Regions from separate parts of the Zea mays genome. Here region 2 is linked to region 1. Evidence: chromatin contacts called from public Hi-C data. All regions are on one chromosome and are shown on one strand. Each heading gives the region's core, a stretch centred on a gene start, on an enhancer-like site or on the middle of the called end of the contact. The rest is flanking DNA. Distances are from core to core; before and after follow the strand shown.

The links. Hi-C and Micro-C count contacts between places; a contact is called where the count stands out from the background.
Region 2: a contact with region 1 is called in a Hi-C map of leaf, with 5 times the contacts expected there. The contact joins the promoter of LOC103653979 here to the promoter of LOC100382640 in region 1. A contact is called at or near these places in 1 of 25 Hi-C or Micro-C datasets (leaf) and 1 of 3 datasets of contacts at active chromatin or transcription factors (leaf).

The regions. Positions count from the first base shown.
Region 1 is chr4:166,227,420-166,233,807 of Zm-B73-REFERENCE-NAM-5.0, reverse strand. It overlaps LOC100382640, which reads left to right and starts at 2,001. Exons shown (of 15, transcript NM_001175364.1): 1 at 2,001-2,157; 2 at 2,753-2,911; 3 at 3,380-3,446; 4 at 3,546-3,653; 5 at 3,866-3,950; 6 at 4,344-4,398; 7 at 4,652-5,047; 8 at 6,197-6,256. The coding sequence starts at 2,050.
Region 2 is chr4:166,529,725-166,536,818 of Zm-B73-REFERENCE-NAM-5.0, reverse strand. It overlaps LOC103653979 (heat shock 70 kDa protein 17), which reads right to left and starts at 2,673. Exons shown (of 14, transcript XM_008680804.3): 1 at 1,690-2,673; 2 at 1,256-1,488; 3 at 473-632. The coding sequence starts at 2,463.

The sequences.
Region 1 (6,388 bases), core at 752-3,251:
TAAGGCATGGACCGCCGCCTCTGTTTCTTCTTTGGTAGCGAGTAGAAGCCGTTACGGAAGACGCCTTCTGTTTTGATTGGTTTCCGGTATTTATGATGATTATGATGAATAGTAATCAGGAGTGTGTGAAGGGGTAATGCAGGAGGACTGGAAAATATATGTCCACGGTTGTCATTGAGTTGCGACGGCTTACAACAATACCCACGTAAACTATCCATCAAAAAAATTTCAAGATTTTTTATTAATTATCTCTGCTCTCTGTATAATATATTTTTTGATTTGGCTAACTGATGTTATTGTTTACTCCATGCAAATATGTCTTGGTACAACACGACCAATAAAGTGAGCGATTAGAAGAGAGTTCACAATGATTGACTGAATGAACGGAGATTATAAAATGACATAATTCTATCGTATAGAGACCAAATAAGAGAAAGTTTGTGAGATCAAGTTTCTAAAATAAGTCCCATGAAGTCAAACTTATAAAAAAGATAAATCAAATATGGAGTGATTGCTAAAGTCAGGCATCAATAAAAACTGGATGCGCTCCATAAAAATTATGCTACTTCGTAGCAATTACTAACGTTTAAAACCAACAAATAATCTTTCATTTTGTTGTTAGTGTGACAAATCATTGCTGCTCCATCCAATTCAGCAACCTCAAACACCATGTAGTCTATTGCGCCAATGTGGTCTCAGAAACGACCTAATGCTTACAAGAGCCAAGAATGTCGTGTCATGCTTGGGCTGTAACCTCGGCCCGTAGTGCTGGCCCGGGCCGACACAATTATTTTTTATTTAAAAAAACGTATATACCTATATACAATTTATATTTAATATTAAAAACATCTTAGCGTGATGTTCTACTGGTTAGACAGTTTCACTCAGTGTCTCCCGCCCTTCTTCCATCAGGGCATGTGTTCGAACCCCACCTCCTGCTGGCCCGACACAGTTAGCAGGCCGGCATGACGTGCCTGTACCATAGTTGTGGCCCGTGTCGGGCGCGTCGTTACGCTGATTTAATTAAATGGATCGACGGGCTAACGGGCTGGCCCGACACAATTAGCAAGCCGGCATGACGTGCCTGTGCTATAGTTGTAGCCCGCGTGCATCATACTGTATCTAGCCCGTGTCGGGCGTCGTTTGGCATCTATAGATGTGCAACTGATTAATTTGAAATAGTTGTAAGAGGTTATTTGTAAAAAAATGACGCATGACGACAGTTGAAACTGATGCTTTAAGTATAGTATAGATACCTGAGGCGATACCTTCTCATTTCTAAATCATGATATTTGATATATTTTTCATTCATTTATGTGCTCGAGACCACATGCAGAATAAGCAGTTTCTGAATATCCAATCCAACAAAAATATAATAACATACAACATCTTTTATTGTGCTGCATAATAAGACTCTGTTTATAGACTTTGTTTGAGATTATAATCTGTTCAGATTATAAAATTTAACTTATTTTAAACTAAAGTTGAATTTTAAAATAAGTTGAATTTTATAATCCAGATAGATTATAATCTCAAACAAACACCTTATTTATCCTCTAGATTATGTAGTCCAGCTTAAATAAGTTAAAAGACAAACAAACAACACACATTATTAGTTGAAATATATACGATGTGTTTGATTCCTCACTAGATTATATAAGTTGGTTTATGGTAAAAATGTAGAAGGATAAAATATCAATTATATAATTAAGATAAAAGAATTAGATACATTAAGTTTATATAGTACTTGGAGAACCGCAATATAGTACGTAGGTGTTATATGTCCGTCTCAATAATAATAATAATAATAATAATAATAATAATAATAATAATAATAATAATAATAATAATAATAATAATAATAATAATAATAATAATAGGTGCCTTAATAGAAACGAGAACACTCATTAAACACATCAAAGGCAACACGCAAACAACACGGTGTTCTCAGACGCGATATCAGCCCCAAGTATTCCAGCCCGGCTTCAGCAGTAAGAAGAGTTGGTTGGGATTCAGCAAAAACCCGAGATCGCACCCCTTCGCGTGGCGATGCGTGGAGGAGACGTAACAGCAGCGGAGGCAGGGTCCCCGCGCTCGCCGGACCTCTACGATCTCTCCGACGACTCCGACTACGCCGCCGCCGCTTCTGACCAGACGGTACTGCCGCCACCCGCGACTAACTCGACGCTAAGGCAGTTTATCTCGCTTGGTTCCCTGCGCGATTTAAGGGCGGCGCGAGCGAATTCGTCGATTAGGTCACTGGTTCCCGTTTGGGGGTGGAATGGACCTGGACTGCTTTACTCTTATGTTGGGATGGGGGAGTACTCTTATTCGATGTTAACCCCCCCCCCCCCCCCCCCCCCCCCCCCCCCCCCCCCCCCCCCCAGTATGCAGTTGGATTGTAGTGGCACTGTTTGGTTTCTGAAAATCTGATTCTAGCTGTAGGCCTGCTGGGTGTTGATGTTTGTGGGAAAACTAAAATATGGTAACATAGATGGCAGGAATTTGGAAAATCTGGAGTATAAGATGATTCTGAATTGAACAAGAGAAATATGTAGATCTTCAAGAATTTATTCTGTTGTTGTCCTCTTTTGGTTATGATTCCAGATTTTTAGCAGCGAATCTGGTTCAGAAAGCTGAACCATCAGTACAACTTATAGAATTTGCTGGTTTCATTGGGGATGCTCGTTGTGGCATTATAGCCTACCTGTGTTCTCTTTAGATCGAACTGATACCTGTTTGCTGTTGGAAGGCGATGCGGACCGATCCCGCGGACAGAGCCTCAGAGGAGACTGCGAGGGTGGATGTGGTATATGAGAAGGAGCGTGTGACCATCCACCCGTCGCAGTATGGTTCCAGTCGTATCAGCGGGAAGCTGCGTCTGTTTCTGCAGCAGGGATCATTGTTCCTGGTGAGTAATTCCAGCTCATCTCCCTGAGCCATTAACATTCACATACATGGTTGATTTTTGTATCTACATATCCACTGAGGAAACTGAACTTTTTGCTAGCAACATAATGACAGCATTAGCAATTACTCAAGTGGGGTTCATATTGTAGCATGTATGTTACTTTCAGGCCTTTTGAGTTTCGTAGTGTGGTGAATAGCATTGCGAAATGAATCATAAGTTGTTTGTCTCTTGTTGTATTTTGGTCATTATGATATGTGCTAGTAACTAGTCACATGCTACTATGTCTATCTCTTGTTTCTCTTACATTTTTAGTTATATATGTGATATTTCACTTGCACAGCTTAAATTTTGAGAACCCATAGGGCCTATTGCTATATTGATATAGATTTAGCGATGATTCATGCGATTCCTTGTTGCTCTCTTTCTATTTTCTTCTTTTGTTGTTGTTTTGATCAATATTTATGACAGAGTTGGGAGCCAAACGAAGGAGCCGGCTCTTTGTCAACCAGTTCAGTCGGTGTGGAAGTAGAAAAATGTATGCCAGTACAGTTTGTTTGTCACTATCATTAATCATCTTGCATTTGGCAATAAGGACGATATGATGCCTTACTCTGAACTTCTTAATCCTACGCAGATAGAAATCTGTACACTATCAAGGCCTTGCCTTTAAGTGATGTACGCTTCATCCGTAAGTACACCCCAACGTTTGGACTGGACTACGTAATAATCGTTCTCTCATCAGGTGAGATGTGCTAGTCACTTGTTCTTCATATCATTAGTTTGGAACCCCACACGATTACATTGCTACTTCCAATTGGTTTAGTGCCCTACCTTGTCGACACATAATAGCATTTCTGCTTCTCCTGTCTAGATAAAAAATATTTTATTGACATGCTGACAGAAAATTAGAGAGAGGGACCGTGTTCTTTTATTTTTACCTACTAACTTTTGCAGGCCTGGCTTTCCCTCCATTCTATTTCTACAACGGTGGAATTCGTGAATTGTTTGCAACACTGAAACAACATGTATTCATCATCAGGTTTTCTTTTCTGTTTTAACGGTTCTAAATACATAAAAATAGTGGTCCATTGTTTCATTTGTATTGTCTATAAACTATCGTTTTGATTTCTCCATATCGAAAAATGTTACTTCCACTAAAGTGTATGCATGAATCATTCATATCATAAGGCAGATAACATATACCACGTGAATCTACACTAAAGGCGATAATTACAATTGTTGAATTACCAACCTATGCATAGAGTTTGTTTAATTTTGAGTTTCTAGCATTAACTCATTCAGTTGAAAGGTAATTAAGTTTGAAACTTTAGAACTTTTCAATTATAGTGACCAAAGTCCTTATTGCAGTCATAATTTCATTATGCATCCCCCTCAGAATGTATGATTCAAATGTTTTCTCTTCTATTTCAAGGTCGGATGACGATCCTAATGTTTTTCTCGTCAACGACTTTCAAGATCCCCTTCAGGTGTGTTATCATATTCTAGTTCTTTTTAGCCAAAAAAAAAACTCTCAAGGCTCAGCTCACTGCACTTAATTCTTATCAATTCAAAGAGTTTGTAGGTATACCTGCCAAATTGTTGTATAGTAGGAAATCTTTTTTGGTTAAGCTTGAACTTCATTGCGAAGTAACTTAGTCTGTTTTCTGAAAAGTTATCTTTTCTGACACAAATGTTCCCCTGTTTGAAGACTTGAGTCACCTTACTTGGTCGCATTTGCAGAAAAGCTTGTCATCCTTGGAGCTTCCAGGAGTAGCCTCAGTAGCAAATGCCATGTCAAGACAAAATTCACTCAGTTTTACTGGGTCAATTGATGAGTCCAGGCATGGGGATAATGTTAGACATGGGGCAACTTCTAGCATGTCTCAGTATAGCTCAAAGCAAAATCACAAATCAAATGATCCAGGTCGTGATCTTTCAATTCAAGTCTTGGAGAAATTCTCATTGGTTACTAAATTTGCACGAGATACTACATCAAGCCTTTTTCGAGACAATAGTGGTGCTCATGCTTATGGACGCCAACAACATCAATACATTTTGGATAATAAATCAACTAATAAACATAAAAATCAGTATGTAACACCAGAAAAGGCTTCGGCACCCTCAGCAACACTCGAGGTATGCATCTTTTATTTAATTTGTATATTATCATTAAATTATAGCCGTAAGGCATTATTTACTGCATACTAAATCAGCATCAAATCTTCAAAATCTGTTGTGCATTTGATCCACAATCACAATTACATTGCCTGTAAGGTTCAACAGGCCATCTGATATTTCTAGTTCAAGACCACCATGGTTTGATCTGGAAACTAAGGACCTACTTGGTTGGCTTCCAAAATTTTCCAAACCAATGATTTGACAATGAAATTTGGGCAAAAATATTTGCCACAGATTTGGCAAGCTAAATGTGAGATATCGGCAAATTTTGGCAACCAACCAAATAGAGGCAAAAAACATGGCTTTCCCAATTTTTTTTTTGAGAACGCGCAGGAGAACTGCACATCTCTTATATATTAAAGAGGAAAGGAAACATTACAAAAGAGGAGATGTTGCAGAGCAAATCTCCCAAAGACCCACATTATCCCGAAGGGAATTACATAGTAGCACTGAAACTAGATCCGACCTCGCCCAGGGCAGCAACTAAGCCCATACTACCGATCTCCTTAGCTCCTGCTAAAGCCAGCAAACACACTCATCTGAGAAACACCTAAAAATCCTGGGTAAGGAAGGAGACTCCCCATGAAACACTGCTCTGTTTCTCTGGAGCCATAGGCACCAAGCCCCCAGGATGATCAGAGAGTTAAGACCTTTTTTCCTGGTCTTGATAACCCTAAGGCTCACCTTTCCCCACCAGTCTGCAAAATTTCCCTCATCAACCAATCAGGCTCTAAACCTCTGACCGCCCAAGTCATTGTAGGCTTGTAACATCAGTAAATTAGATAATTTATCTGAGGTATATTGACTAATTGGGGATAGTTGTCACCTAGCCAAATAGGGTGCAGTTCTCACCTTCTGCATATTAATGCTACTGTGGAAATATTTCCAGGTCTCAAGTTTTTTAAATCTATAAATTGTTTATAGAACATTTGCTCAGAGTTTAGTTGCAAACTATGAGTTCACAAAAAACTTTTAAATGAAATCCATTACTCACTTGATTTTGTCTACTGACCTTTGATGCCTGCTCAAAGCTTTAACTGCTTAGTCTTTCATTATTGCAAATTGCATTATCACTGAGTAACATCAGCTTATCCACTCTTTTGGCAGTCAGATCCATTACCTCTCGTATGGGGAAAACAACGAGATCACCCGTTAAGTGTCGAAGAGGTAATCACTCCTTGATTCTTATACCTTCGCATTCTTCATTTCAACATATTTATGTCTCTACTATATAAGACATCCGTTTTCATGGTTCTACGGTTCCATAGTCGTCGTGCACCACTCTAGATGAGTTGGTTA
Region 2 (7,094 bases), core at 1,424-3,923, 300 kb before region 1:
AAAATGCTGAAAAGACTAAATAATCCAAGTATGCTGATTACTGAATTCATTGACAGCTAATAAAATTAAGGGGAAGTACGTGGCTGCTCTGCTGGTGCTGAAAAAAACCTATTCTGCTATGGGAATAATTAATAGCTTCAGTAAGATCGTGTTTGTTTCTGGTACAAGATTGTAAGAGTGTGTGTTTGTGTGAGCGTAGTTGGTGTGTTGTACTACCTCCGTTCTCGAATATTTGTTGTTCGCTAGTTCATTTTTGAACTAAAAAACGACATATAAAAAAGAACGGAGGAAGTAATTTATTTGGTTTCTCAATGCAATGATACGCAACTTTCCAGCATATTCTACAAAAAAGATTTTTTTTCTACTACAGAACCTAAGAAGATGATTCTAGCTAATAGATATAAAAAAATGATTTTGAAAAGCACCACAAAGTTTAAGTAAAAAAATCTAAAAGACAACCAAATTTATTAACCTGCAGTTTTGGAACCCTGGTAGCTCCTCCTATTAGTTCTACAGCATAGATATCATCGATCTTCATGCCAGAATGTGTCAGCACTTCTTTAACTGGAGTCAGAGCTTGCTCCCATAAATCCTCACAGAGCTCTTCAAATTTCTCACGTGTTATGCTACTCCTGTAAAAAAAAAATAGTGCATAAGCTCAGTAGGTAACACAATGCATATTGCCCCAACCGTTATTTAAGACCACGAGCTTACTATACAGGTTTAAACCAAGGAAAGCTTAAAGCACAAGCTAGGGAAAAACTGAAAACTCAACCATTAAGAGTCCTCATAATTGGCCCGATTGTTACAGAACATAATTTCCGCGTCTCCCATATAAAAAACTTCAACAGCTGATACAGAGTCAATTAAGAAGTAGCCCAAGTGGTCCAGAACTACACAGCCTTTGTTTGCAGTAACCTTTATTTAGATGAGATTGCATCGATGCACTTCAAAAGAAAAAATAACCAAATTTAATCTGATACATCATACATGTCAAGACACTAGACAAATAAAATGTCTTTCGTCCATGCAAACTCCAAACCTAGAAGGTCTGCTTCCAGGACACCTTTAATTAATGAGTTGAAATCCCATTCTTTACAGAACAATTTTAAGCTGACAAATTAGGTTTGAGAGTAAATTTTGCAATGTTGGGTGCATTTTCATTTATCTTGATCCTTGACCTTCTTACATGCTACATCCATATTTTTTTACCAATAGTTATGAGTTTAAAGTATATAAGATAGTAGAGATGCACCTGAAATCAACATCATTATACAGAGATTCTACTGAAATTGGAGCTGCAGTGTTTGCACTAAGAATTTCTTTGGTGCGTTTGACTTGCTTTTTCAACTTAGCCATTGCCTTGGGAGACTGACGGATATCAACCACATTACCGAGCTGCTTATTGAATTGATCAGCAAAATAGTTGACCAGACGCATTTCCATTTCGACGCCTCCAAGTTCAGAGTTCCATCTAACGTCCTTAACCTGCAGATTAGTGTTAGCAATATAGTATTCTGGAGTTGTCACTCATCATCTCACATAGCAGCACAACTCAATAATAGAAAAGCATATTTTCGTCAGATCTATCATAGTGACCATAAGAAATACTTTCATCAAAGATTGCCACCAGGCATTTGAGAGAGGCGCAATTGAACAACTACCAGAAAGGCAAGATAGGGAATTCACCTGGAACTGGTTAACGGAGACTGTCTTTCCGAACTCCTTGGCGTTGTATGCCGAGTAGCACACTAATGCAGCATAGGTGCTACCAGCGCCCATGTCGTAAAAGATGACATGCCGCGACGCATTGGAGAAGTCCTTGTCAATCCCGTACTGAAGCGCGGCCCCAGCGTGCTCGTTGATGAGAGCAAGCACGTTGATTCCAGCCAGCTGCGTGGCCTGCGTCAACGCCCGGCGCTCGGCCTGCCCGAAGTAGGGCGGCACGGCGATCACAGCGTCCCGCACGGGCGCCCCAACGTGCGCATCGGCGAGCCCCGCGGCATAGTGGAGCACCATGGCGACGATCTCCTCGAGGGAGTATACCTGCCCGTCATCGGCGCGGACCGCGGCGGCGCCGCGCGCGTCGGGGACGAGGTCGTAGGGGAGGAAGAGCGACTCCGTGACGGACTGCACGTAGGAGAAGGGCTTGGCCAAGAGGTCCCGCGCGCGGGCGAATACTTTGGACGGGTGCCGCGCCGTGATGCCCGCCGCCTCCTCCCCAATGAGACGGTTGCCGTCGGCGAGCGCGGCGAGGGCCGGGGACTTGCGCTTGGACATCTCGTTGGTGGCAACAGCGATCGGAGCACGGCCCGGGGCAAGATGCACAGCCGCGACCTTAAGCCACTCCGAGCCGAGGTCGATGCTCGCCACCGCCGCGGTCGCCGGCGGGACGGCGACGGCCGCCGCGAGTCCCGCGACGAGGACGGCGAGGAGGATTCCCCAACTACAGGACTGCGCCATGGCGTGTGGCTAGTTGGCTATTGGCTGCCGCTCAGTGCAATGGCAATGGCATGTGGGAGGGGTTCGGAGATCTGGAGTGTGGGGTGCTCGAGGAGCGCACTGCGCACGAGGGGAAGGGGAGCGGAGGGAGGCGAGAACGATCTCGAGGACGGGGAGGAGGTGCAGAGGGAAAAAAATTCTTTGCATACGGAATGCAAACCCCACCTTTTACACATACCCCCACTGCTGGTCCATACAAATAGATTAAAAATAAATTACTAAAGGGTTTGCATCCGGTATGCACAGAATTTTTTTCCGTGCAGAGGGCGTGCTCCTGCTATATTTCGGATTCCGAAATTTTCCTTTTTATTTGTCCTTCATTTATTGCAATTAGAGATTTTGGCTACGGGCCGAGCAGGATCGGCGCGAATTGAGTCATCAATCCAATGATAACCGGCCACGTTAAAAAGTATACATGTGGCGTTTCACGGCGAGCGCGGTGCATTGGACGCGCGAGATATAGAGCCGGTTTGTTTATATATTTTTTTTGCCTTTCCAGGACTTCTGTTACTGTGAAAACAATTCCGGCTCTTACTTCTCCGACTATTTGGATTTTCTAAGGACACAGTAATTTATTTAGTAAAACAGTTTTTTGTGTTTATTTTGAATGTTATGTTAGGAAAATAAAGGGAAGTCAATATAAGCCATGTTTTTTGTGCTCTAACTCTCGGCACGAAAATGGCTTTAGCTCCTCGAGGGCTCTCAACGAGAAGCCTTTTTTTTTTACAACCGTTTATAAGGACTTTATGATAAGCTTGAGCTAGAGCCGTCTAAGGGTGTGTTTGGTTTGGCTTTTGGCTTTGGCTTTTGCCCCCTAAAAGCCAAAAGTCAACCAAAGGGCTGGATCTAGGAAGCAGCTTTTTCTAAAAGCCGACTTTCTCGTAGCGCAAAACTGAAAGCACCCCTGGACCTGCTTTTAGTGGCTTTTGGATGGAACTGTGAAAACATATATCAAAGAACTTTTAACGACTTTTAGTGGTTTCCACCAAACGATTTTTAGCTTTTTAACAGCACACAGCCTACAGCAGCTTTTTCCACAGCTCACAGCCCACAGCAACTTTTTCCACAGCCACAGCCCAACCAAACAGACCCTAAAGAGCCATGCCAAGGAGGGCTTTTCTAACAAGCTTTTATGAGAGTATGGTGTAGAGATAATCTTATTATCATGAGAACTACATATAAAGAAAGATTAAGGAGTCTAAAAGGGTTTAGGATATAGAGAGTGACTGAATCTGCTTTCACAATAACTCGATCGATTATATGTTCACGCTGATTTTGGATGATTTTTATCAAGGTGATTCTCATAAAAACGGCCTGAAAGTTATATGTTTAATAGTACGCAATAGCTTATGATGACTGGAAGTCAAAAATAAACCAAAACAAACACCCTCACAGGACTCAGCTACTCACATTGCATTAAGTCGCCACAAGGCCACGAGCCTACCATGCCTCTCCTAGTCCTTGGCTATACTACTAGTAAACTAATGTTAGGTGCAAATGCACCATCTTATATCATCTCTGACACATCAGCTCTCGACTCCACTCTCGTCTCTGTTGCTCCACACAGCCTGCAATAGGCTATAGACTCAACCAACAACTACTCCGCTGTGGCCTCTCCTAGATGTTCTCCACTATCTTCACTATCGATTTTCTAGCTAAAATGTTGTTGGTCTCGTTCCCTTTAGTATATAGTAGCGGCTACACCACAAACACAGTTGGTACCATATTGTAAAACTACAAGCCCCTCCAGTATATATATTGTGCATGAGTATCAAACTCAATTGGTATCTTCCTCGACTCCCACACAACTTAAATGTCCGGTTGGGGTAGTATATAGCATCCAAGTCTAAAACTACTAATTGGGGTGACATATAGGATTTCTACGCACTCACCAAACACTATGGTGTGATCATTGAATGTGTCGGTGCATGTCCACATCAACTAGTCACACTGAGCTATTTGAATTAGGGCATCCTATGATTTGTTCATGTTATACCAGATATGTACGTTATATTATAGCCCCCCTCTATTGTGTTTTAACCCTCTCTAACTATCCCATTAGTGGCATATCCGGTGCTACATCCGACGTGTCCAGTGTATTATGGAATTCTCCAAACAAAGCTAGAGTCTTCTTTGAGTGTCGTATCTATGACCCGTTTGATGTGGTGTGTCGTTCACATTCACATTGTCCTATATACTTTGAAGCAGCAACCCTTCTTCAGTACAATATCACTTATATCTGGTGGATCACTAGACATGTATGTGCTATTCAGCAGACTATTTTTCTTTGTTTCTTAGTGTGTCTTTATCCGGTCTTCTTTCTTTCTCGTGTTTTAGACTCGTGTGTATTTTAACTTTTTTAGATTTTGAATCATGTATTGTTTGAGGCGTTGATTATCTCGATCATCCATTGTCTCCGTTCAAGTTCACTTATACCTAAAAACACTAACAAAAATATTATTAGTTCAAATAGTTATATTGATTATCAAACACTAAAACTTAATCTCTTCTCTACTACTCTTAAGAATGCAATGTAGGCGTCCACATGGTGTACGGTTCTGCCCCCTCCGCGCAAGCCCCTGCCTCCGTGACCCCCTTGCCCACCTTGCCCCTGACCGTGATCCCCGCCGGCAAACCCGACTGCCATCCTCCTCCCCCGCCTCCCTTCCATCCTCGTCCGCCCCTTCCATACTCCTCCCCGTGCCCCTTCCATCCTCGCTCGTGCTCCAATCCACACGCGCGCCCCTTCCATCCTCGCCCGCGCTCCTCCCACGACCTATGTGAAAGTCGCCTAGAGGGGGGTGAATAGGGCGAATCTGAAATTTATAAACTTAAGCACGACTACAAGTCGGGTTAGCGTTAGAAATATAAACGAGTCCGATAGAGAGGGCGAAAAACAAATCGTGGGTAAATAAAGAGTGAGACACAATGATTTGTTTTACCGAGGTTCGGTTCTTGCAAACCTACTCCCTGTTGACGTGGTCACAAAGACCGGGTCTCTTTCAACCCTTTCCCTCTCTCAAACGGTCACTTAGACCGAGTGAACTTCTCTTCTCAATCAAACGGAACACAAGGTTCCCGCAAGGACCACCACACAATTGGTGTCGCTTGCCTTGGTTACAATTGAGTTTGATCACAAGAAGAATGAGAAAGAAAAGAAGTGATCCAAGCGCAAGAGCTCAAATGAACACAAATGTCACTCTCTCTAGTCACTATTTGATTTGGAGTGATTCCGGACTTGGGAGAGGATTTGATCTCTTTGGAGTGTCTAGAATTGAATGCTATAGCTCTTGTAATGTGTTGAAGGTGGAAAACTTGGATGCCATTGAATGTGGGGTGGTTGGGGTGTTTATAGCCCCAACCACCAAAATATGGCTGTTGGAAGGCTGCTGCCGCATGGCGCACCAGACACTGTCCGGTGCGCCAGCCACGCCAGCAGACCGTTGGGGTTTGACCGTTGGAGCTCTGACAGGTGGGGTCTCTGGGCTGTCCGGTGGTGCACCGGACAGGTCCTGTAGACTGTCCGGTGCGCCAACTGCGCGTGCTCTGTCCTCTGCGCGCGCAGGCGTGCATTAAATGCGTTGCAGTCGACCGTTGCGCGCGAAGTAGTCGTTGCTCCGCTGGCACACCGGACAGTCCGGTGAATTATAACGGAGCGCCCACTGATTTTCCCGAAGGTAGCGAGTTCAGCGTCGAGTGCCCTGGTGTACTGGACACTGTCCGGTGGCACACCGGACAGTCCGGTGCGCCAGACCAGGGTGCCTTTGGGTTGTCTTTTGCTCTCTTTGTTTGAACCCTTTCTTGGTCTTTTTATTGGCTTATTGTGAACCTTTGGCACCTATAAAACTTATAGACTAGATCAAACTAGTTAGTCCAATTATTTGTGTTGGGCAATTCAACCACCAAAATCAATTAGGAAAAAAAGGTGTAAGCCTAATTCCCTTTCAATCTCCCCCTTTTTGGTGATTGATGCCAACACAAACCAAAGCAAATATAGAAGTGCATAATTGAACTAGTTTGCATAATTGTAAGTGCAAAGGTTACTTAGAATTGAGCCAATATAAATTCTCATAAGATATGCATGGATTGTTTCTTTATTTTTAACATTTTGGACCACGCTTGCACCACATGTTTTGTTTTTTGCAAATTCTTTTGTAAATTCTTTCCAAAGTCCTTTTGCAAATAGTCAAAGGTAAATGAATAAGATTTTGAGAAGCATTTTCAAGATTTGAAATTTTCTCCCCATGTTTCAAATGCTTTTCCTTTGACTTAAACAAAAACTCCCTCTTAGTGAGATCTTCCTCTTAGTGTTCAAGAGGGTTTTAAGATACCAATTTTGAAAATACTACTTTCTCCCCCTTTTGAATACAATAAGATATCAATTGAAAAATTCATCATTTTAAACCTTTTCTTAACTTCAATTTTGAAAATTGATGGTGGTGCGGTCCTTTTGCTTTGGGCTAATACTTTCTCCCCCTTTGGCATGAATCGCCAAAAACGGATACTTGAGTGAAATATAAGCCCTTTTAACTACTTTCTCCCATTTGGCAAATAGAATATGAGTGAGGATTATACCAAAGACGGAGAGATGC